Regions from separate parts of the Mus musculus genome. Here all the other regions are linked to region 6. The links are chromatin contacts, called in public Hi-C and HiChIP or PLAC-seq maps. All regions are on one chromosome and are shown on one strand. The core of a region is the stretch at or near the end of the contact, and the rest is flanking DNA. Distances in the headings are between cores, read along the strand shown. Region 1 has its middle 110 kb from the start of Gm30726. Region 2 has its middle 3.8 kb from the start of Gm30790. Region 3 holds the start of Samsn1 (SAM domain, SH3 domain and nuclear localization signals, 1). Region 4 has its middle 36 kb from the start of Gm30790. Region 5 overlaps Samsn1 (SAM domain, SH3 domain and nuclear localization signals, 1). Region 6 holds the start of Nrip1 (nuclear receptor interacting protein 1). Region 7 has its middle 38 kb from the start of Gm30790.

The links. HiChIP or PLAC-seq counts read pairs in DNA pulled down with a chosen protein or histone mark. A called contact is a pair of places that touch in the nucleus more often than the background predicts.
Region 1: a contact with region 6 is called in a Hi-C map of myocytes, with 3 times the contacts expected there. The contact joins the enhancer-like site here to the promoter of Nrip1 in region 6. A contact is called at or near these places in 11 of 39 promoter capture datasets (the 3T3-L1 cell line, the HPC-7 cell line, cancer-associated fibroblasts and 6 more), 4 of 484 Hi-C or Micro-C datasets (the G1E-ER4 cell line, the P5424 cell line, myocytes and 1 more), 16 of 115 datasets of contacts at active chromatin or transcription factors (the 230-238 cell line, the SCID.adh cell line, bone marrow-derived macrophages and 10 more) and 1 of 9 other capture datasets (pancreatic islet).
Region 2: a contact with region 6 is called in a Hi-C map of uterus, with 7 times the contacts expected there. The contact joins the enhancer-like site here to the promoter of Nrip1 in region 6. A contact is called at or near these places in 9 of 39 promoter capture datasets (the 3T3-L1 cell line, the C10 cell line, the HPC-7 cell line and 5 more), 1 of 15 datasets of contacts at CTCF or cohesin (CD8 T cells), 43 of 484 Hi-C or Micro-C datasets (the AML12 cell line, B cells, the C2C12 cell line and 30 more), 28 of 115 datasets of contacts at active chromatin or transcription factors (the 230-238 cell line, DN3 thymocytes, the SCID.adh cell line and 19 more) and 3 of 9 other capture datasets (embryonic stem cells, liver and macrophages).
Region 3: an H3K27ac HiChIP or PLAC-seq map of bone marrow-derived dendritic cells shows a contact between it and region 6, with 6 times the contacts expected there. The contact joins the promoter of Samsn1 here to the promoter of Nrip1 in region 6. A contact is called at or near these places in 5 of 39 promoter capture datasets (the HPC-7 cell line, HPC-7-derived erythroid cells, hippocampal neurons and 2 more), 10 of 484 Hi-C or Micro-C datasets (the Ba/F3 cell line, CD4 T cells, LSK cells and 6 more), 14 of 115 datasets of contacts at active chromatin or transcription factors (the 230-238 cell line, CD8 T cells, DN3 thymocytes and 11 more) and 1 of 9 other capture datasets (liver).
Region 4: a CTCF HiChIP or PLAC-seq map of CD8 T cells shows a contact between it and region 6, with 5 read pairs. The contact joins the enhancer-like site here to the promoter of Nrip1 in region 6. A contact is called at or near these places in 8 of 39 promoter capture datasets (HPC-7-derived erythroid cells, cranial neural crest, embryonic stem cells and 4 more), 1 of 15 datasets of contacts at CTCF or cohesin (CD8 T cells), 5 of 484 Hi-C or Micro-C datasets (the NIH/3T3 cell line, embryonic fibroblasts, embryonic limb bud and 1 more), 28 of 115 datasets of contacts at active chromatin or transcription factors (the 230-238 cell line, CD8 T cells, DN3 thymocytes and 21 more) and 4 of 9 other capture datasets (adipose tissue, embryonic stem cells, liver and 1 more).
Region 5: an H3K4me3 HiChIP or PLAC-seq map of bone marrow-derived macrophages shows a contact between it and region 6, with 3 times the contacts expected there. The contact joins the enhancer-like site here to the promoter of Nrip1 in region 6. A contact is called at or near these places in 3 of 39 promoter capture datasets (hematopoietic stem and progenitor cells, hippocampal neurons and pre-B cells), 5 of 115 datasets of contacts at active chromatin or transcription factors (astrocytes, bone marrow-derived macrophages, embryonic forebrain and 2 more) and 1 of 9 other capture datasets (macrophages).
Region 7: a contact with region 6 is called in an H3K4me3 HiChIP or PLAC-seq map of the SCID.adh cell line, with 12 read pairs. The contact joins the enhancer-like site here to the promoter of Nrip1 in region 6. A contact is called at or near these places in 12 of 39 promoter capture datasets (the 3T3-L1 cell line, 3T3-L1-derived adipocytes, the C10 cell line and 8 more), 1 of 15 datasets of contacts at CTCF or cohesin (pro-B cells), 9 of 484 Hi-C or Micro-C datasets (the Ba/F3 cell line, adipose-derived mesenchymal stem cells, brown adipocytes and 6 more), 25 of 115 datasets of contacts at active chromatin or transcription factors (the 230-238 cell line, the SCID.adh cell line, SST interneurons and 21 more) and 1 of 9 other capture datasets (macrophages).

What each region holds. Positions count from the first base shown.
Region 1 is chr16:76,653,979-76,656,678 of GRCm38.p6, reverse strand. No RefSeq gene overlaps it. Among named protein-coding and RNA genes, the nearest start is that of Gm30726, 110 kb to the right of the region's middle. Within about 2 kb of position 1,413, at least 7 of the 459 cell types and tissues checked have an H3K27ac peak or open chromatin away from gene starts, as enhancers often do. A contact at or near this core is called in craniofacial prominence, myocytes and neural tube, where this site is marked.
Region 2 is chr16:76,781,555-76,784,254 of GRCm38.p6, reverse strand. No RefSeq gene overlaps it. Among named protein-coding and RNA genes, the nearest start is that of Gm30790, 3.8 kb to the right of the region's middle. Within about 2 kb of position 1,339, at least 10 of the 459 cell types and tissues checked have an H3K27ac peak or open chromatin away from gene starts, as enhancers often do. A contact at or near this core is called in uterus, where this site is marked.
Region 3 is chr16:75,907,943-75,910,642 of GRCm38.p6, reverse strand. Samsn1 (SAM domain, SH3 domain and nuclear localization signals, 1) reads left to right here and starts at 1,377. Exons shown (of 8, transcript NM_023380.2): 1 at 1,377-1,513. The coding sequence starts at 1,457.
Region 4 is chr16:76,741,635-76,744,334 of GRCm38.p6, reverse strand. No RefSeq gene overlaps it. Among named protein-coding and RNA genes, the nearest start is that of Gm30790, 36 kb to the left of the region's middle. Within about 2 kb of position 1,409, at least 10 of the 459 cell types and tissues checked have an H3K27ac peak or open chromatin away from gene starts, as enhancers often do. A contact at or near this core is called in CD8 T cells and neural tube, where this site is marked.
Region 5 is chr16:75,876,403-75,879,102 of GRCm38.p6, reverse strand. It overlaps Samsn1 (SAM domain, SH3 domain and nuclear localization signals, 1), which reads left to right. Exons shown (of 8, transcript NM_023380.2): 4 at 1-6; 5 at 2,526-2,677. Among named protein-coding and RNA genes, the nearest start is that of Samsn1, 32 kb to the left of the region's middle. Within about 2 kb of position 1,417, at least 87 of the 459 cell types and tissues checked have an H3K27ac peak or open chromatin away from gene starts, as enhancers often do. A contact at or near this core is called in bone marrow-derived macrophages, hematopoietic stem and progenitor cells, microglia and 2 more, where this site is marked.
Region 6 is chr16:76,371,587-76,374,352 of GRCm38.p6, reverse strand. Nrip1 (nuclear receptor interacting protein 1) reads left to right here and starts at 1,304. Exons shown (of 4, transcript NM_173440.3): 1 at 1,304-1,481.
Region 7 is chr16:76,815,287-76,817,986 of GRCm38.p6, reverse strand. No RefSeq gene overlaps it. Among named protein-coding and RNA genes, the nearest start is that of Gm30790, 38 kb to the right of the region's middle. Within about 2 kb of position 1,291, at least 31 of the 459 cell types and tissues checked have an H3K27ac peak or open chromatin away from gene starts, as enhancers often do. A contact at or near this core is called in the SCID.adh cell line, muscle stem cells, myocytes and 1 more, where this site is marked.

The DNA of each region.
Region 1 (2,700 bases), core at 164-2,663, 280 kb before region 6:
CAGGGAAATTGAGCTTGTTTGGTTTAGTCGAAGGTAATGTTCTCCACACAACCGTTGCATTTTATTGTTTATTGATTTGATAAAGCATGGATGGTGTGTGTGTGTGTGTGTGTGTGTGTGTGTGTGTGTGTGTGCTTTCTCTCGACAGCAAATTTTAATGTCATACTACGCAGACAGGCTATCAAACTAGATTTTATGGACTCTCAAACTCAGATCTGTGCTATCCCAACATAGCAATTGCTATGCTCTTAATCTTCACTTTTGTTGAAGGTGGGGCTGGACAATTAAAGTTGAAACAGAACCCAAGCAGCAGCTGGACATTTGCCTTCTTCCTCTACTTGCAACAAAGGCAGGGCTAGCTACTTAGGGTTTAAAGGGCAGAATAGAAGGTCACCCTTTTTTGTCAAGATGCAAATAAAGGCAGTTTCAGACAGAAGGTCAAGGCAAGGTGAATATCAGCACCTGAGCCACCAGGAGTGATTTTGTATTGGGAAGCTGATCTCAGAAAATGGGAACTTTTTCAAATGTTTCCCAGAGTTATGAAAGGAAGCAGTTACCCCTGATGAACAGTTTAAATAGGGTTACCACACGGAGACCGCGGCGTGGGTACCACATGCCATCTTTTTCGATGGTAAACATTACCAGAGATACAGAGCATCCTGAGGAGGTTTAAGCCTTTGTTTCATACATTGGAAATGGATAATGAAGGTTATATCATAAAGCACATTTTGTCCCTCCTAAAGATGTCTTGGACAGGACGTGAAATTTCCAAGGGACAAGCTTTTTAGTTTATAACCATCAAGAAGAGAAAGCTCACTTAGGAAAATTTTACTCAGAGATGCAAAAATATGCAAACATTTGCAATAAACATCCATGCCCCCTTGCACTGTACTGATTTCCATTAAATGTTGAATTTTTATATGACACAAGTGACTAAATACGGCTCTTTTCGTGACAATGCGCCTATTCTCTAGATTGTGTGCAGGTCGTGATATTATTTATCAACAGCAGACTGTGAAAACACGAGCAATTGCAGTCAAATTACAGTTTACAATAGCTAACAAATCACATTGAGTCATATGTATGCACATTATTACTGTCAAGTCAAAAGCCAACAAAGCACACTGCATTTACTTCCTAGGATGATCGGTCCTTTATGCCATCACCCAGTCCGTTTTCACTGTCACCAGATTCTATTACTTCACCCTTTCACAGAATCAAAGTCAAGGTGGAGAATGAGCCAATGGATCCATTCTTCATTTAAACTTTTCACACAGACACTTGTGAAACGAAAGGGCAGGGTCCTGCCCTTGCTGGCCCCAGGCTGATGGTCTCTGAACTCTTCAGGCACCTCACAGTCCTCCCTGAGACCAGAGGCGCCTGCTGGGTCTCCAAATAGCTCATCCAGCTGCTCTTAGCTTTCACTGTCACCCCTCAAAGAATGTCCTGCAGACTGGCGGGCCTGTGGTAACTAGATGTCTGAACCCTAGGGTGATTTTTTTTTAACTCTTTCAGGTGAAATTCTATACTTTGTTTTTAATGGTAATGGATAATGACAGGAAAACATAGAAATATTTGTCAGGACTAATTAACTGAACAAACCAGACTGGTCCTCAGAAAGGCATCTGTGGCATAGCTGCATCAGTTACAGGAAATTAGATAAATAGCTCCTATTATTCTGGTGCCGGAATTTCCTTAAGAAGAAAAAAGGGCACCCTGTAAATAAATCAAACATCAAATAGTAAATAAAGCACAAACAAAGCGAAACTAAACAAAAGAATAATTCTCCAGGATGAGAATGTCTTTTATGGATGAAGTAAGGGAGCAAGCCAGACACCAGGCGACAAAGGGCTAAACCAGAGGGGACACTTGGCGCTTAGGATATGACATTAGGCTATGACGTTTAGGGTATTCTATTTCTGTAATGACTCTAATTAGCATTAAGATGGAGACTGCAATGAATCTACAGATGCCCCTTGGCAACACAGCTATTTTAACATATAATCAAAACATAGAAATACCTAACTAAGGTCAACACAGAGGGAGAAGTGCTAACCCTCCTGTAAGTATCATGTGGCCAAAAAAGGAGAGTGCGAGTAAAGAAAGGAAGAGGGGGTGAACTCAGGCGACATCATCCATCCAGTCAACACATATTTACTTTGAAACGACAATAACAGAAAGCCACCAAGAGAAACAGAAAGTCCAATTTTGGACAATGGAAACAAAACGCCCCACACTTTCAGTATCTATGAACTACATGATAATAAACAATTGAGTCAAGATGAAATTGGGATTCTGTAGAGAAACAGAAATATATGTATATTTTTGTCTGTGTGTGTGTCTGTTCTTCATTTAAACTTTTCCCACAGACACATGTGAAGCTAAAAGTCAGTGACCTGCCCTACTGGCCCCAGGCTGATGGTCTCTGAAACCTTTAAGCACCTTTCACCTCTCAGTCCTCTCTGAGGATCCTGCTGCATCTCCAAATAGCTCATCCATCTGCTTGTAGCTTTCACTGCCACGCCTACCTACTGCCTATAGACAGACAGAGAGACAAACAGACAGACATGTAGATATATAGATACATCAAATAGATAGAGGTAGAGATAGATACAAATAGGTATAGATACAGATATAAGTACAGATATAAATATATGAATAGACATAGGTTGATTATGATAAATAGAGACAGATAATAGG
Region 2 (2,700 bases), core at 90-2,589, 410 kb before region 6:
AATTTATACCTTGGAAAATCTCATCAGTGGAACTCCGTAAGCTATGATGATAACCCACCCAGCAAAACATAACCATAACTGCCATAGTGACATGGTTGAAATGGAGATCACCAATTATTTTCTGATTGTATTTAAGTCTCAGTCTACTGAAGGAAACACACACCTGGTAAATTCAGCCAAGAACCCATGGTTAGAGAGTTTACACACCATCGGGATAAAACTTCTGCTAACTGGATAGAGTGTCAAACTGCCATCTGAAGTTTTCTTTCTGTATTCATAAATTAGTGCAACTCTCAGATATCACCTGAGAAGTTTCTTTGTATAGTGGATAACAGTCAACTCAGAAGCTCACAACTGGTCAAAGTGTCTGTGGACTGTTCATCTACAAATGTGACATCGATCTCACTCTCAGGGACCATTGAGAAAGACAAGGTCAAAGATTGCAAGGGGCAGAAGACTCAGGGAATTGGAACAGAATAACAGAACCACTACACTCATGAACACATAAGAGCTATGGTTGTCCGTACAAGCCCTGCACAAAATCAATCCAGGTAGGAATTGGGAAAGGTACGATGATCCCTTACTTACAGATGACTCATTATTAAGAGTTGAAGGTGTCTGGAGTAGTTACAGTCAGGTTTATTTAGGGGTGTGGCCCTTGGTAGATTAAACATGCTTCATTGGATGGTCCCACACCACACTCATGAGTATATTGGTCAAATAAATCCCACTCAGTGAGAAAAAGAGAAGAGAACACAATGACACTGGAAGGGAAATTGAAGTAAGAGAAGATAGAGGGGAGGAATCATGGTGAATACGATGAAAATATAGTATATGTATGTAAGACATTCTCAAAGGATTAATGAAATATATTTAATTGAAAAATTAAAACCTTATTCCAATCTTCTGTGAAGTTATTTGCTCCAGAGTTTTTCTATGCCTTAGAGCCAAACACCTTAGGTTTGTTGTTCGTAGGGCGCTTTGCATTATTTGCAAAAACCGTGCCCATGTATTTAAATTATCCAGGAATTAACACTTATCTGCTACCTCTCCACTTCTTTTCCTGCTGTTTGCATTGAACTGAGTCCACTTCACTCTATTTAATGTCTATCCTTCTCCCTGTGTTAACTCCAGGAGGTGGGAAGGGAAAAGAACTGTGAGATGACTTAGGTAGCTTTACCACCAATTTAACGTAATGCACGCTGAAAGGGAACTAAATCCGTTGACTAACAACACAAAAAGCCATCTCTGGATGAATTTAGCCTGTGGCTCATCTGCTCCAGTACTTGACTGTAGTGAAAAAAATGCCCTAATGTGCAGTTTAGCTTTGGAAAGCTGCCTCTTGGGGTTAAGGGACTCTGCTGGCAGGCCCTAGTGCATTTTGTGGGCAAGCCGGGAGGCTGCTTCCCGGTAATACAATGGTGGGAAATCAACACTGTTGTCCCACATCAAGAATTCCTTCCAAGTCTCTAAAATGTGCTTCAAACTCATTTGCAGGACAAAAATAATAGCTGCTGAATCACAGAGTTCTGGTCAGACAACTCTGCCTCGTGTCTGCTGTGCAGTAATTCATAGTTCTGTTTACAGAGCCCATAGTTCTAATACAAATGAGTGTTACTCCAACTCATTAGAAAGGGAGAGAGATGGATTCTATTTGCAAATGTTAATTAGAAAAATCTGGAGTTCTAGGTCAGTCCTTGAACCTCCTTGTAGGACTGACAGGAGGGTCTTTGAAAAAATTATTTATATGGACAAGAAGAGGTCATAGAAATGAAGAAGTCTGATCAACCTCTCTCTCTCTCTCTCTCTCTCTCTCTCTGTGTGTGTGTGTGTGTGTGTGTGTGTGTGTGTGTGTGTGTGTAAGTCCACAATAAAACCCTTTATTTGATATGCTACTCAAAACAATGAAAAAGAACAGTTTGGATATCTCACAGTTTTAAACTTACTGGTAAAGATGAATATGGATCATAACAGCCATATAAATCATTACATATTGAGGCTGTAGTCTAGTGCACAGACAAGATCCTTCTCAACTAACACAGGTAGCTTTTATCTGTGCAACAGTGATGATCGGTGTACTATCTAGATCTTCACTTTAGTTTACTGGTCAACCAGACCTTTGAGAAATTGGAGGATTTCATGTGAAATCAACATAAGGTGACTATATCTAACACAATATTGAGGACATAATCATAGCAAAGACTTAGGTATCATTTATCTGAAATTCAACTTTAATGGGGTTTTCTGTATCTTTATTCCCTAAACTTAGCTGTCATCGTGTTCTACATATTCAGTCACCTTAATTCCAAACTTCCATTTCTGCGTCTTCTTGTCTACGTATGTGCATGTGTTTCATGCGTGCATCTGTACATGTATGTGTATGTTACAGATTTTTCTTTCATGTGCTTCATCCATACTCCAAACCATTCTGTCTAGTTGGTAATTTCCTTTCTCTCCATCTCTGGTGATTGTAGATCTGCTATTGTAAAAGTAACTTTTAAGGGCTGAATAACTCTCTTCTGTGTTTTGCCAAGCACAGAATCAAGGCTGGTGATAATTTGATTCACTGGTTCAGAGTACACTCTGATAACAATGATCAAAGCAGACTGGACTGCACCCTTGGCCTGACATGACAGTGGCATGAGAGATGGACGTTTGTCTTCCCGGCTGCCTGTAGGAGCAGGGAAGTTTTATGCATTT
Region 3 (2,700 bases), core at 128-2,627, 460 kb after region 6:
TACTTCTCAAAATTACCCTCCTGCCACTGCAGCTGTTTATTAACTCCAATCCTCTTAAGTGGTTTACCCAATTCTATTGTAGTGCATAAAATACCATTTTGTTCTTGCTAGTTAAGAGGTTTATTGCATAGAAATTGAGTACCCACTACGTTCAATAGCACAGAGTGGGTATTCAATTTAGTATTTAAGCGAATTAGTGAATTTCAGCTGGGACTCCAGGACGAAGGCAGAGAGGTGGGAGGGACAACTGAGAAAAGAGGGCCAGAGCATGATTCTTAGAGAAGCACTTCCTAAAAATATGGTGCTACTGTTTTTAATCTGAGGAGTTTATGAGCAGAAAGTACAAGTTTTCTTGAAGCAGGCCATTTAACCAGAGCCTGCATTTGAAACAATCTGCACAAGCTCATCTGATAAGGGCTTCATTTTTCAAGGAAGTCTGAGCAACCTTCTCTTTTATCTGGATCTCTGGATCTGGCTTTCAGCAAAACCTTTAAGACATATTGGGGCTATTCCAGGCCCACTTAGTAGACACTGGATGCCTTGTCTGGAGAGAGGACTGAGCAGTCGGTAGCATCACCCACCAACCAGGCATTACCAGGGTACAGAGTACGTATACTATGTAGCAGGAAGTGGTTCTTTTATTAATCAGGGGGTTTTAACAATGATATGCTTGCTTTTTCAATGTCACCAATGCCCACTCATCAATATCTGGAGCTAGAATCCTATTACAGTTAGGTACTTTTAATCTATACCCTATTACGGTAGCTTTAGGGAGGATTAATATTATTTAACTTCAAATTGATCGTCATGTAGAAATATACAATTATGTATTGAGAAAGATACAGACATATGTCACATTTAAAAAGTGGGCAATGAAATTGAAAGGTAGGTTCCCTGGAAAATTTGGAAGGAGAAAAATGAAAAGGTGGAAATGATGTAAGTGTATTATATAACCTCAAATAATAAAATATTATAAAAATATAAAATGGAATTCTTTAAATAGTCTCAAACTTTTAAAAATCCACAATATTCTGTTTGATTTCATTTAAAAGGTTCAGATATTTTCCTCTTGTGCCATCTTTTTTAATGTGTTAAATTCTTTTACATAAACTGAGAAAATAAGTTTTGTTTTCCAAACCATTACACCCTTAGTAATTACCGTAGCCATGTCAAAGGTGTGAGCTAAGAATTATATCATAGAATACAGCACCGAGAATACAGTACAGAGTTACCAAATAATTACGGTAAGGAAGGAAAGGAAAAAAAAAAAAAAAAAAAAAAGAAACCTTCAACCAAGCAGACACTGAAGTCACATCCTGACCAGAGGAGGAAGTGTCACATCAGACACTTCCTCAGTGCTATCAGATGCTGGGTATCACGGAGAGCACCCGTGCCTGCTCTCAGTTGTCTCTGTAACAGCAGCAACTGTGCTCACTAGAGGTGGCCAGAATTCAAAATGCTAAAGAGGAAGCCATCCAATGCCTCAGACAAGGAGAAACACCAAAAACCGAAGGTAAGTTTATTTTCTTACAGAGTAAAACTAACCAAATACTGTACTAGAAAGCAACACTTACTTGCAAATGTATAACACAGACACACCAGACACACACACACACACACACACACACACACACACATACCATTTACACATACGCACATATACGTGTATACACACACATACACAAACTCATTCAAGCACACAACACATTCAAACAAACCACACAGTGACATACATCTCTCTCTCTCTCTCTCTCTCTCTCTCTCTCTCTCTCTCACACACACACACACACACACACACACACACACACACACACACACAAGCATACATGCACACTCACAGCCTACATCATCACCCTACTACTTACATGACATTTTATCTGTCACTTCTAAATTAATTTAAGTAGAGGACTAAGTGCATCAAAATACATATGGAAGAATTTGCATACTGATGAGCAATTATGGTCTTCACAATTGTGTATTAGATTCAACCCTTTATGTTGTTAGCTAAGATTGGGTTAGGATAATTTTATGGAACTCTGTTTGGTGGCCTCCACTTAACCATTAATATCATGAATTCTCTGCCTATTTTTCATTCCTTGGTTGTTCAATATCTTACCAGTGTTCTGAAGGAATTATTTTATCTGTTAAATTGTAGATATTTAAAATACATAACAGTAAGAAGACTAAAATGGAGAAATTTTAGGTTAGTTTTTTAAAATTCTTTTTGTAATTTGAATGTTCAGCTATGATATCTTGTAGTAGACATGCATTTTCACATTGTCATTAGAGAGAATTGTGCCCTATTTTGAGAAGACACAAAATTTATAAATTAGTAAATTTGATAAGCCAGTCTTATGTAGTATGTTCTTTTATTCTTTCTCTTGATAACAATTGGCATTAAAAATAATATAGGAAAAGCCAAGTTTACATTCTTATAGAACTTTAAACGTCATTTACTAGTAACATTAATTTCTTTAGTATGAAGTTGTGATGTCAGAAAATTTCTGTCCTGTTTATACATTCCTAACGTTTCTCAAATAAATTCAATCTTTTTGTTGGTGAGATAAATACTAGTGGATTCTTTGTTTTTAAGGAGTTTACACTTTGTCATCAGCTTTTATTTCTCATTGGGAGAGAGACAGTTTGGGGACTGATTTTCCTTCTGAACTGAGTAGGCACAGGACAGTCTTCAACGGTTTA
Region 4 (2,700 bases), core at 160-2,659, 370 kb before region 6:
AATTGTCCATTCTATCTAAACTAGTTGCTTAGTTAACTCTCAGAAGTTATTTTTTTAGACTAACCTTGATTTCATCTTGGGACTTTCCTAGGTTTTCTGGCCATGGGATTTGACCTGCTTAATCACTATTCCTAGTTTGGTACTCACATGCAAATATCTTCCCAGAAAAATTGATATGTCCAGGGAGGGGAGGGAAGAGGCAGAGATGGGTAACTCCTTTGACATTTTTGTTGTTGTTACATGTCTGAAAATATCTTTATTTTGCTCTCAAAACTGATTGCTAATTTTGCTTGGTATAGAATCTATGTTGCTAGTTCTTTCCCTTCAACAATTTAAAGGCTTCATCTATTGGATTATAGTTTCTAGAGGCTCTTGGGGAGTCTCAAATCATAGTTTCTGCCGATGCTTCTTGGCAAGAGTTCATGGTACTGTTTGCCTTAGATTTTCCTAAGGGTGGTTCTTTTCATTCTCGGCAATGTACACAAAGGAATTATTTAGGATTTGTGCTCCAAATATTTACAAAGTTCTTCCACAAAACAGGAACTATCTTAGAACTGATACCTGGAGTTCTATGGAAATTTCTCTATTATTTCTTAATATGTCTGACCCTTCCATCTCTATTTGCTAAATACAGGTTATTCGTCCTTTCTGTGTATGGATACTCCGGGTTGGAGTCTCCAATTTTCTCAACTATTTAATAACTTATTTTTCAGTCTTCTTCCCAAGTATTGACCAAACCCATCTTCAAGTCTCATTTTTTAAAATGCAACTTTCCTCTACCTGATTAGTATTACGTAGAGAAATATGAATAATGAAATTTAAATGTTTTCTCCTTCTTTTCTTGCTCCCTTTGAAGTCATTTCTTCTGTGCATTAGGTCCCATATTTAATAACTATACTTTTCCTTAAATAACTGGTCATCTCATATTGATAGTCTAACAACTAACCACTTAGCTAAGAAATTGGCTACCGATGGCAAATGTTTCTCTATAAAGGATATATCTGATCCTTTCCTCTTCCTGCCAACAGGCATATTTATCTGACAGCTCCAGATCTGTATTTACTAGGAGAAGGACAAGGGATGACTGTGAATTGTCACCATTTAGAATGCCCCCGTGATCTCCCAGTGCCTTCATTTCCCATGCTGGTTTTTTATACCATCCATGATCAGAGTGTCTGGTGCTGTGCTGACTAGAGCATCATTGTATGGCAGTCTTGATGGTAACTTTGTCTCTCCCAGAGTCTGGGAAGTACAGCAGGCCAGCAATGTAGGAAAGAGGCATTGTGGAATATGCCTACTTTCTGCAGAGGTTTATTTGACCCATCTGGGTTCAGCCATCTTTTCATCTCTCTCTGAGCTTCCTAGTATGTCCAGCTTAGACCTTGTTCAGAGTTTTGTGCTCTACCTCTGTCTGTCAGGTGGGCGAGTTCCTAGAAGGCTCAAAACCACATGAGTTACCAGTAGTGACTCCTGTGGTATCTTGCTTGCTTCTTTCATCATTGTTAACAATCCATGTTCAATTTACTACTTCCATGCAGCCATTTTTTAATATACTGAAATGGTTTACTTTACCATACAAGGTCTTCCAGATATCCCAAATCAATGACCCTTAGCTTGCCATCAGTCTGTGGACTAAAGAGTGAAGTCATAGTTTCTAAGACAGCATGAGTAGAGAGAGCTACTGACAGAGGTGGCCTAGGTTGTAGGTACAGATGCATTCAAGAGTGACACTGGCTAGCTTGGGGCTAGGGGGCAGCTGGTGACTAATGATTCCTTTAGAACAAAGTTGATTCTGGCAGCCTAAAAGAAGGCAGGCCTTCTAGTAATTGGCAGAGCTTGATCAAAGGGAATTGTTAGAAGCCCAGAGTGGATCCTGAGGTAATATGGTCACTAGCTAACAGGGAGCCATAAACTCTTTCTGCTGCTTTCATGTGTCAGCTGTGTGACTCTCCACCTCTGAGGCCTCTGGAAACTTAACACTGCACGCAGAACCTCAACGTGAAGGGTGATCTTGATTGTCAACTTGCTAAGAACTAAAAATCACCTAGAAGACACAGCTCAGGCTTATCTGAGGACACCTGTATTGGTCTGACTGAGGAGACATGACACACTGTGGATGTGGAATCATTTTCCCACAGGTTAGGATCCAAATCTGAATAAAAATGAAGGGAGGGAGGCAAGAAATAGCATTCTCTCTCTCTCTCTCTCTCTCTCTCTCTCTCTCTCTCTCTCTCTCTCTCTCTCTCCCTAACTGCAGACACAATGCGACCAGATTCCTCATACTCACACTGTCATGTCTTCCCTGATCAGGTGATGGATTGTAGCCCTTCAAATAGTGAACCATAATAAATTCTTTTTTTCCCTAAGCAGCTTCTGTCAGGTATTTTATTATGACAAGAAATGTAATACACTTAATTTCATCAACTGTAAAATGGGACCATTAGTCATCACTTCCTCCCCAGGTTTGTTGTGAAGCTTGAATCTATTAGTATCCTGTAGAGTTTAATACAGTATCAAATGCATGGAACAACTGAGGGCACCATTGTGCATCCACTAAGGACTCAGGAACCCCCCCTTTAGCTAGGTGAATCAAATACATCATCTAGGACCATCTGGCTCTTTGAAAATTATCTTTAGTTTCTGGGCTTCACCAAAAAAATAACCAAAGAACTGTTTGAATGCCAGGTTTTCGTTAGGATA
Region 5 (2,700 bases), core at 168-2,667, 500 kb after region 6:
CATCAAGTAAGGCCAATGAGTAAGAGGTGTCATGGCAGACATGGAGCCTGGGATAAGCTAGTTCAAAACAGTGAATGCTCACTCTGAGGGTGTTTATCAAATTAGAAACAAAGATCCAGATACATGACAATAGAGAAGTTGGAAAGGTTAGAGCCTTGACTATACATGGACTTACTAGTGATTGTGATACATAGCACAACATATTTCTGATGCTATAGCCTACAGGGATCTGGTGCAATGCCTCAAAAAGTTCATCTATCTATTTATTTATTTATTAGATATTTTCTTTATATACATTTCAAATGCTATCCCGAAAGTTCCCTATACCCTCCCTCTGCCCTGTGGAACAACAATATGAAATAACCAGTAGCCTCAAAAAGTTCTTTTAGGTAACAAAGTCTGATATAAAACTTTTATGCTCTGAAGAACGTAGTGTTATCTTGATTCAAAAGACATAACATTATTTGAAATAGAGAAGTAGACGACTATTCTTTATTTTTCTCCCATGGGCCTTCTTTGATTGTTTTCTTTTTCTTTTTGTCCTTTCTTTCCTCCCTCTCTCATTCCCCCACTCATTTCTGTCTGTCTGTCTGTCTTTCTTTTTGTCTTTTTTTCTGCCTGTCTTTCTCTCTCTATTTGTTCTTTCTTTCTTTCTTCCTTCCTTTCTTCCTTCCTTCCTTTCTTTCTTTCTTTCTTTCTTTCTTTCTTTCTTTCTTTCTTTCTTTCTTTCTTTCTTCCTTCCTTTTTTTTTTTTTCAAAACAGGGTTTCTCTGTGTAGCCCTAGCTGTCCTGGAACTCACTCTGTAGAGCAGGCTGGCCTCAAACTAAGAAATCTGCCTGCCTTTGCCTCCCAAGTGCTGGGATTAAAGGTTTGTGCCACCACTGCCCAGCCCTTCCTTCTTTTCTTCCTTCCTTTCTTTCTTTCCTTCTTTCTTTCTTTCTTTCTTTCTTTCTTTCTTTCGTTTCTTTCCTTCTTTCTTTCTTTCTTTTCCTACTTTTCTGCAAAGTGCAGGACATTTGCCTTAATTCTGTCGTTTCCATTTACTGTTAGTAAGTAGAGACTGGTGCAGTGAATAATACTGTGTGATAGATACGTCGCCAGTGGGGTGGGAAAGGAGATTAGCAGGAACTATAAGTGTGGAATCAACACTGCTATTGGTCTAAGAAGGACATTACTTAACATCAGTTACATTTTATGCTACAACAGTTACAAGAAACTACTGATAGTGCTGGTGCCTCATATATTTTATATAAGTAAACTGTTATCTTTGCTCCAGTCCAGTATCTTCAGGACTTTCAAATGTCTCTGCAAAGATTATTTTCCAGTTGTTTTTAAATCAAGTACTTCTGTTATTCAAAGATGACTCACAAAGAACAGATGTTTTGAATATTCTCAATTTTCTTCATATTAGCTATACAATAGCTATTTTGTTGTAAAAAGCTAATGCTGACACATTTTAAGGATGCAGTGTGTGTGTCATTCAGATTTCATAAGTATCCAGTTCTGCTAGAAGTTTTCAAATTCAAGGTTGTGATACTGAATGTGAGAAGAATTATATGATTCCAACATACCATGCAAAGCCAGCACCCGTACACTAATCCAGAAGGGAGGTGTGGGGAGATAGTGTTTCACTCACATGCTACATTTCTATTCACACCCAATGTGGAACTTACAGGACTTTTGCCTTATTTCAAAATCCACGGCAGTGAAACTGCCGCTCTTGCCTCCTTGAGCAGCAAAAGGTCAACCTGAAAGAGGAAGTGAGGAGCCTGTGAGTGTGGGAGAAACAGCCAGGCACTTTCACTGCCAACAGCTGTGACACTACAGAAGGGAAGCAAAATGGAGCAAGATGGAATGCTCTCTGTGTTTGCTTTGCTCACTTTTTATTTTTCTCAAGTGAAGTTCAAGATCAGAAGGGAAGGGAGACCAGAAAATAAGCACCCAGACAGTTTGGAGGTTCACACATGTGGGCAACTCTCCTCTCCACCCCTGTGGCAAACAAAAGTATCACACAAAGATGTTTATAGGCAAAGATGTTTCTTTCATATGGTCTTTGGCACACAGTAAGAATTCTTGGAAAGACTTTTTAATCACAATTACATAAGTTGTATGGAACTCTGAAATGTCATGTGTTGATTACTTATGATCAATAACAACACAAAATGATTAAACTGTTTCTATTGAATTCTTTCATAGTTTCCAACTCGGAAATTATCTGTCAAGGTCAAAGTTTGAATCTATTCTTTGCTCCAACTTAGCAAGTGGAGCATTGATTGTTTAATGCCCTTTAAGGCAGATCAGATCCAAATGAGGAGATATTTTGAAATGAGATGGTATTGGAATAAGGACTATCTAGAGTATTCAGACTGGCAAGAAAGCATCAAACCTAGCTTACAAGACAGGGTTTCCGAAGGGATGTGACTGAGAACTGCATAAGGCTGGCATCCGTTGCTCCAGTTTGAGGTAATGGTACAGGAAGCTAAAAGCCTTGGAAGCTACAAACTGTTAACCTTTACTTTGTCAGGTGGAATAACAAGCTGTTCAGATGGAACAAGTAATCGGGACAGCTTCCGACTGGATGATGACAGCCCCTACTCAGGGCCATTCTGTGGCCGGGCCAAAGTGCACACAGACTTCACGCCAAGTCCCTATGACACCGACTCCCTTAAAATCAAGGTGGGCCAACATTACATATGCTT
Region 6 (2,766 bases), core at 55-2,554:
ATCGAAGATGTACTTTAGCCTTTTTTTTTTTTTTTTAATGTCAAACAAAAACAACTTCTGCAACCACAAGTCTTCCCGCAGGTAATTCTTTTCATGACTAGAGTCAAAAACAAACGAGACAGAGACATCTGGGGTAGGGGGAGCGTTAAAAGGAGGCTTCACAAGTAAGATATGAAGGGAGTAGAGAGAATAGGTTTTAAAAGCAGAAAACACAAGGCGAGGAAGAGATCATGGTTTCTTATTTTTCTCTCCTCCCTCCACTTTCTCGCCTCACCAATCTGTTAGCCCACCTCAAATTTAGAGGCGGGTTCAGCGAGACCAGGCTGCAGGAAACCCAAGTTTCCCTGCATTGCCACCCTGGCTATATGATGTAATTGTTATTTATTGAGACTCTGAACCCAGCAAGAGCTGCTTTAAAGAAGTGACAGCCCATCTCCTAGTCCTGTTGGGTCAGATCCTTCCTGGGGGTGGTGCAGTTTGGCGGGCAGACCCTGCTGGAGACTTCGCAGTGACAAAGCAGCAGAAGAGAAACCAGGTTCCTGGGTCCTGCGTCCGTCTAGGGAGCTAGCTGTGCACTCCTCAGGTCTCCTTTCCAGTTTTCCGCTTGGAATCATGCCATATTTATCACTGGGTCCTACTAGGTGCTGAGCATGGGGTCAAAATGACCTAGAGTTATACAGCGCCGCAGCTTCCGGGATTTGAGCGGGACACAGATTTTAAGGAGGTGGAAATTGAGGGTGGGTAAAGGGCGCCAAAAGAACGCGTGTTTGTGGGGTGAAACGGGAGAAAGGGAGACACTTAAGGTGCCAGCACGTAGGCTGGGGAACCTGGGGTAGGATTAAGGTGCCCCGACGCCCCTGTGGTGCCCCCAGCGTTTGCCCCGGCACGGGTGACATGGGCGATCGCCTGGCCCCTAGCGGGGAATCTGTCCAGGCGGCTGGCTGGACGGGGCTGGGAAGCCAGGGCGCCGGCTCGGGAAGCACAGCACCCCCTCCTTCTCCGGGTCCAACCGCGTCCTCTCTCTGCCTTCAAGGCCGATCAGTCCCGGACCCCCACCCGGAGCACCGGCGAGGAGGCCTGCAGACGCCCGGTGGGCTCCCCGGCTCCGCCGAGCCTCCGGGTGCGCGCTCGGCCCGGGTGACAATGGGAGGGAGGGGCAGAAAAGGGTTAAGAAACTTGGCTGAAGAGCTGAATGGCGTGGAGCAGCGAGGGGAGGGACCCGGCCGCCGCGAAGTCGGCGGCGGAGGGAGGAGCGCGGCTGCGGCGGGCGGGCGGCGAGCGAGGCGCTCAAAGTCAGCCTCGCAGACATTGCAGCAGAGCCCCGAACTCGGGAGGCGACGGCGACCGCGGCGCAGGCGGAGGACGAGCCGGCCCCAGCCCGCCCGAGCGCAGCGCCCGTGGCCTCGCGCGGCCGCAGGGCACGGCTAACCTGGGAAGGAGGGAGCGACGCGGATCGGCGGCCCGGAGCCGCGGCGGCCTCGGTGAGTGGCAATCGCGGCCCGGGCTCCGTGCGGAGCTCGCGGGAGCGGACGCCGCGCCGCCCGGGCACGGCCTGGGTGCGCGGCCCGTGGAGGCGGCGGAGGCCGGGGGAGGCCCGCGGGGAGCTCCGGGAACACGGATCCCGGGGACAGCCCTCCGCCGCGCCCCGCTCCGGCTCTCCCCTGGAACTCGCGGGCCCGGCCGGCGCAGCCGCCAAGTTGTGGAGTTCCCAGCCGCGGGCTCGTCCGTGCCAGCCTTGGCGCGAGGGGCGCAGCCGCCCTGGGTGTTCTGCGCCGGGACCCACGCGGGTGGCCGGGTCGCGGGGCCCCGGTCGAGCTCGCCCGCCCAGCTGCCCCCGTTGGCCCCGAGCCCCGGGCGCTGGCTGCCGCGCCGCTCGGTCCTGCCGCCCAGCGGTGCTCTCGGTGGCGCCCGCGCTGCTCCCCGCCTATCGCTGCCGTCTCCCTTGCGCGGTGCTCGCCGATCCCCGGCCGGGAAAAGTGACTCGGAGAAGGGGCAGCACTGAGCCCCAGGCCCGGCCTGCTGGGCACGAGCTCCCCGCTTGCCGAGGGAGGGCGAGGCTCCTTGCACCCGAGGCCTCAGCCCAGTTCCCCCAGCATCCGAGAGGGGGTTCACTCGCATGAGCCTGGTAAAGTCCGGGGAGACCGCTCTCCTCTCTGGTGCCACTGTCCTCCTTTAATACTATTGTTGTTAGAAGAAACCCTCTAGCGTGCAAACATTCCCCAGACCCTCCTATCCCTTTCCAAAGTACTTTCCAAATTTTAATCAGGAGTTGATATTCAGACTGAAGGAACAAAGGAATCCACTGTGTTTAAAAGGCGGACAGGCAGAGAGTCTGACACATGTTGATCTCTAAGGCATTCCAGGAGTTTCTACCTTCCATCATGTCAGTAATTTAACTGGATTCTGGAGGTCGTAAACGAAAAACGGAACGTTAGGTAATTTCACGTTAAAATACTTTGTCGTCGTCGTTGTTGTTTTAATTAATGGGTCATTTTAGTTGGGGGAAAGTCCGGACATGATTAGGTGCAAGAACTTTTAACTCATTTTTTTGTGGCACCAGGCTGGAGTTTGTCTGCTCATGTAAGCTGATTGTGACACTGAAGGAAAACCGTGTTTTTAGAGAAAGAGAGACAGACTAAAAGTAAACCAAGATTGGCATGTCTGTCTGTCTGTCTGTGTCTGTGTATACGAATACATGCTTAAATGATGTGTGGTCTGTGTTTCTTGGGTTTTGTAAAGCAGGGGCTTTAGTAATTCTTTAAAGTT
Region 7 (2,700 bases), core at 42-2,541, 440 kb before region 6:
TAAAGAGTAGCATAGAGTACGCTGGGGAGGTAGACCAGAGGTTTGGAGAACTTAGTAGGAAGTCATGAGGACCAGACTTTGGATATGAGAATCACATAACAATCTTGCATATACATACCCATAAACACAGCTCCAAGCCAGGCTGATGCTGGAAGATCACGAGTGCTAGGCTAGATGAGAATAGAGTAGCCGCAGCCAAGGAGCATGTCTTCATCAAAGGAACAGGAGAGGGCAATCGAGAAGAACCAACTTACAAAAACACGTGTGTCTGCACACACGTATGTGCATACCCTAACTCAAACACACACACACACACACACACACACACACACACACACACACACACACACACACACACACAGAGACACACCCATAGATTAAAACAAACTAACAATGTATCTTTGTGGAAAGTAATGCAAGGAGCTAGAGAAAAAAATTATAAAGGGAAGAAAAGCAGAAGGAAAATAGATGAAGGAGGCACTGTCCAGTGTTTGAGATAAGACGAGGAGTGTGTAAACTGAGAACGGGAACGTGGGCAAGGACTCAGGGAAGCACCATGCTTTAACCTCTGTGAAGAGCCCATTAAGAAGAGATGGAAACTAGCTGCTGGCCATAAAGGTGGTGTGACCTCCTGTAATTATCCTGTATACAAAAGATGTGAGTCCCAACTCCATCACGAATGACCTTATGTCCTGGGTGAAAGGAGCCATGAAGATGAGTGGTTCTGGTCTAAATGCGCAAATTGTACCATGAAATGGGACCAAGAATGCTCAGCGCAGTGCCATGACTGGACAGGGAATTCTCCAGACACAGTAATCAAAGTTCTCGATAGTACTATAGCAAAAATTATGGGTAATATGGAAAAACACAATGTTGGGTACAAGAAGTTATTCTCGGTAAAGACACACATTCAGTTAAAATATATTTAAGGTGAGCCTTCTGTATGTTAGGGCTCATTGTTCTAGGCTTCAAAGATCAAACTACTGGGTACAAACTACAGTAGGACTTCAGAATGTTGACCTTCCAGTAGTGGGGGCTGTTCAAACCAAAGAATTATTTCCTCCGAGGAAGAGGCAGGACAGCTGCTTTATCGCATGAATTGACACTTATTACATTTCAATGTGAAGCAAATAAGAAAACGGAAAGGACTGTGCATTTAAGAGCCAGGCCACCAGGAAGAGCTGGTTTTCTGCTCCACAACGAAGAGGATGATTACTATGACGAGTCTAAAAGGGCATGTGGGTTCTCAACAGGTGTCCCAAGTAGGCAAGGGCAGGGCACACAATGAGCAATGTGCGCAGAGGGCAGGAGCTTGGCACAAGAACCCAGAGGGAGTAGGAAGATGAGTCATAGCAGAGGAACTAGAGGAGCGTGAGTTTGAGGACGTGAGAGGGCAGGCGACCACAGGAGTGTGCGTTTGAGGGGTGGCCAAGAATGGCAGCAATGAATATCTCTGTGGGATTAAGTGGCCCCAAGCTTCTGAAAGACTCTGGCTTCAAGTCTGTTCACCTTGGAACGCACACACGCACACACACACAGAGATGTGGAGTTGGGATGAGAGAGAGAGAGAGACAGAGAGAGAGAGAGAGAGAGAGAGAGTTGGCACGGGCTTCTGTCTGTGTCCCAGCCCAGTCAGCGTCTCGGTCAGACTTCCAGAATGGATGGCCTCTGTTGAGTGAGGGCCAGCTTGGCTGGAAGGACAGTGGGGAAGCAAGACCTCAGTCAGGCATGAGAGAAGCATACTGGGAGTGAAAGATTCCTCCTGGTCTTGTGGGCTCAGTCATGTGAGGGGTCTGGGTAGACACGGCCATAGATCATTACCAAGGCCATGTCACAGTGAACAGTGAATTCTTGCTTCCCTGTGTGGTCCAGCTCTTACCCAACTGGGAAGAGTCGGACGGAGTCAAGGAAGCGTCTCTATGCTCTCAATTTGGGCAGCTCATCTGTGAGCAGATCTGTTTGAGATGAAGAGATTTGGTTTGGAGCAATTTCCTCTCCACAACCAAAACAAACTGTAGTAGATGTAATTTACCATAAAGTTGCAATCAATGTGGAATTAAGCAAATGTCATGAGAAATTTTTATTCTTTACGCTAAAGGGTATGCAGTTATATGGTATATATATATATATATAATCTCCCCCACACTTACATTGTAATTTTCTCCTACTTAGATATTCTTTTCTTTTTCCTGACTACAAACATTCCTGAATTTTGGTTTGTGGTTCTCTGTTGGCAAAGCTTCATGCACAAAAACCAAGTCCAAAGATCTGGACCCAACAGAACAGCAGTGTTGGGAAGAAAGTATTTTTAGGAAGCTGTTGAAGGATGTGATATATTTATTGCTTTGAGTTGTACTTTTCTGTTTGTTCAAATAAGCATCAGACACCAAAAGATTTTGGAGCTCATAGAATCTCAAGTTGAGTAGGCTGAAAATTTTTATCTGTCTTTAAAACTGGGTTTTGGAAGAATGTCTTCCTAGTCGTTTCTGTCACTTGTATCAACACTGTTTTGGTTAATTTTTCTCTTGTGAACAATAGCCTCTGCTTTCTAAATGCTTAAAAATAGAAATAACATTGAACTCATAGATGCTGTATGTAAGTTATGTCATATGTGTGTGTGCATATGACAACATTTTATAAAGTAAGCAAGATAAAAGGCTAACAACTAACTACAGAATACTGTAATTACAGATAATATAC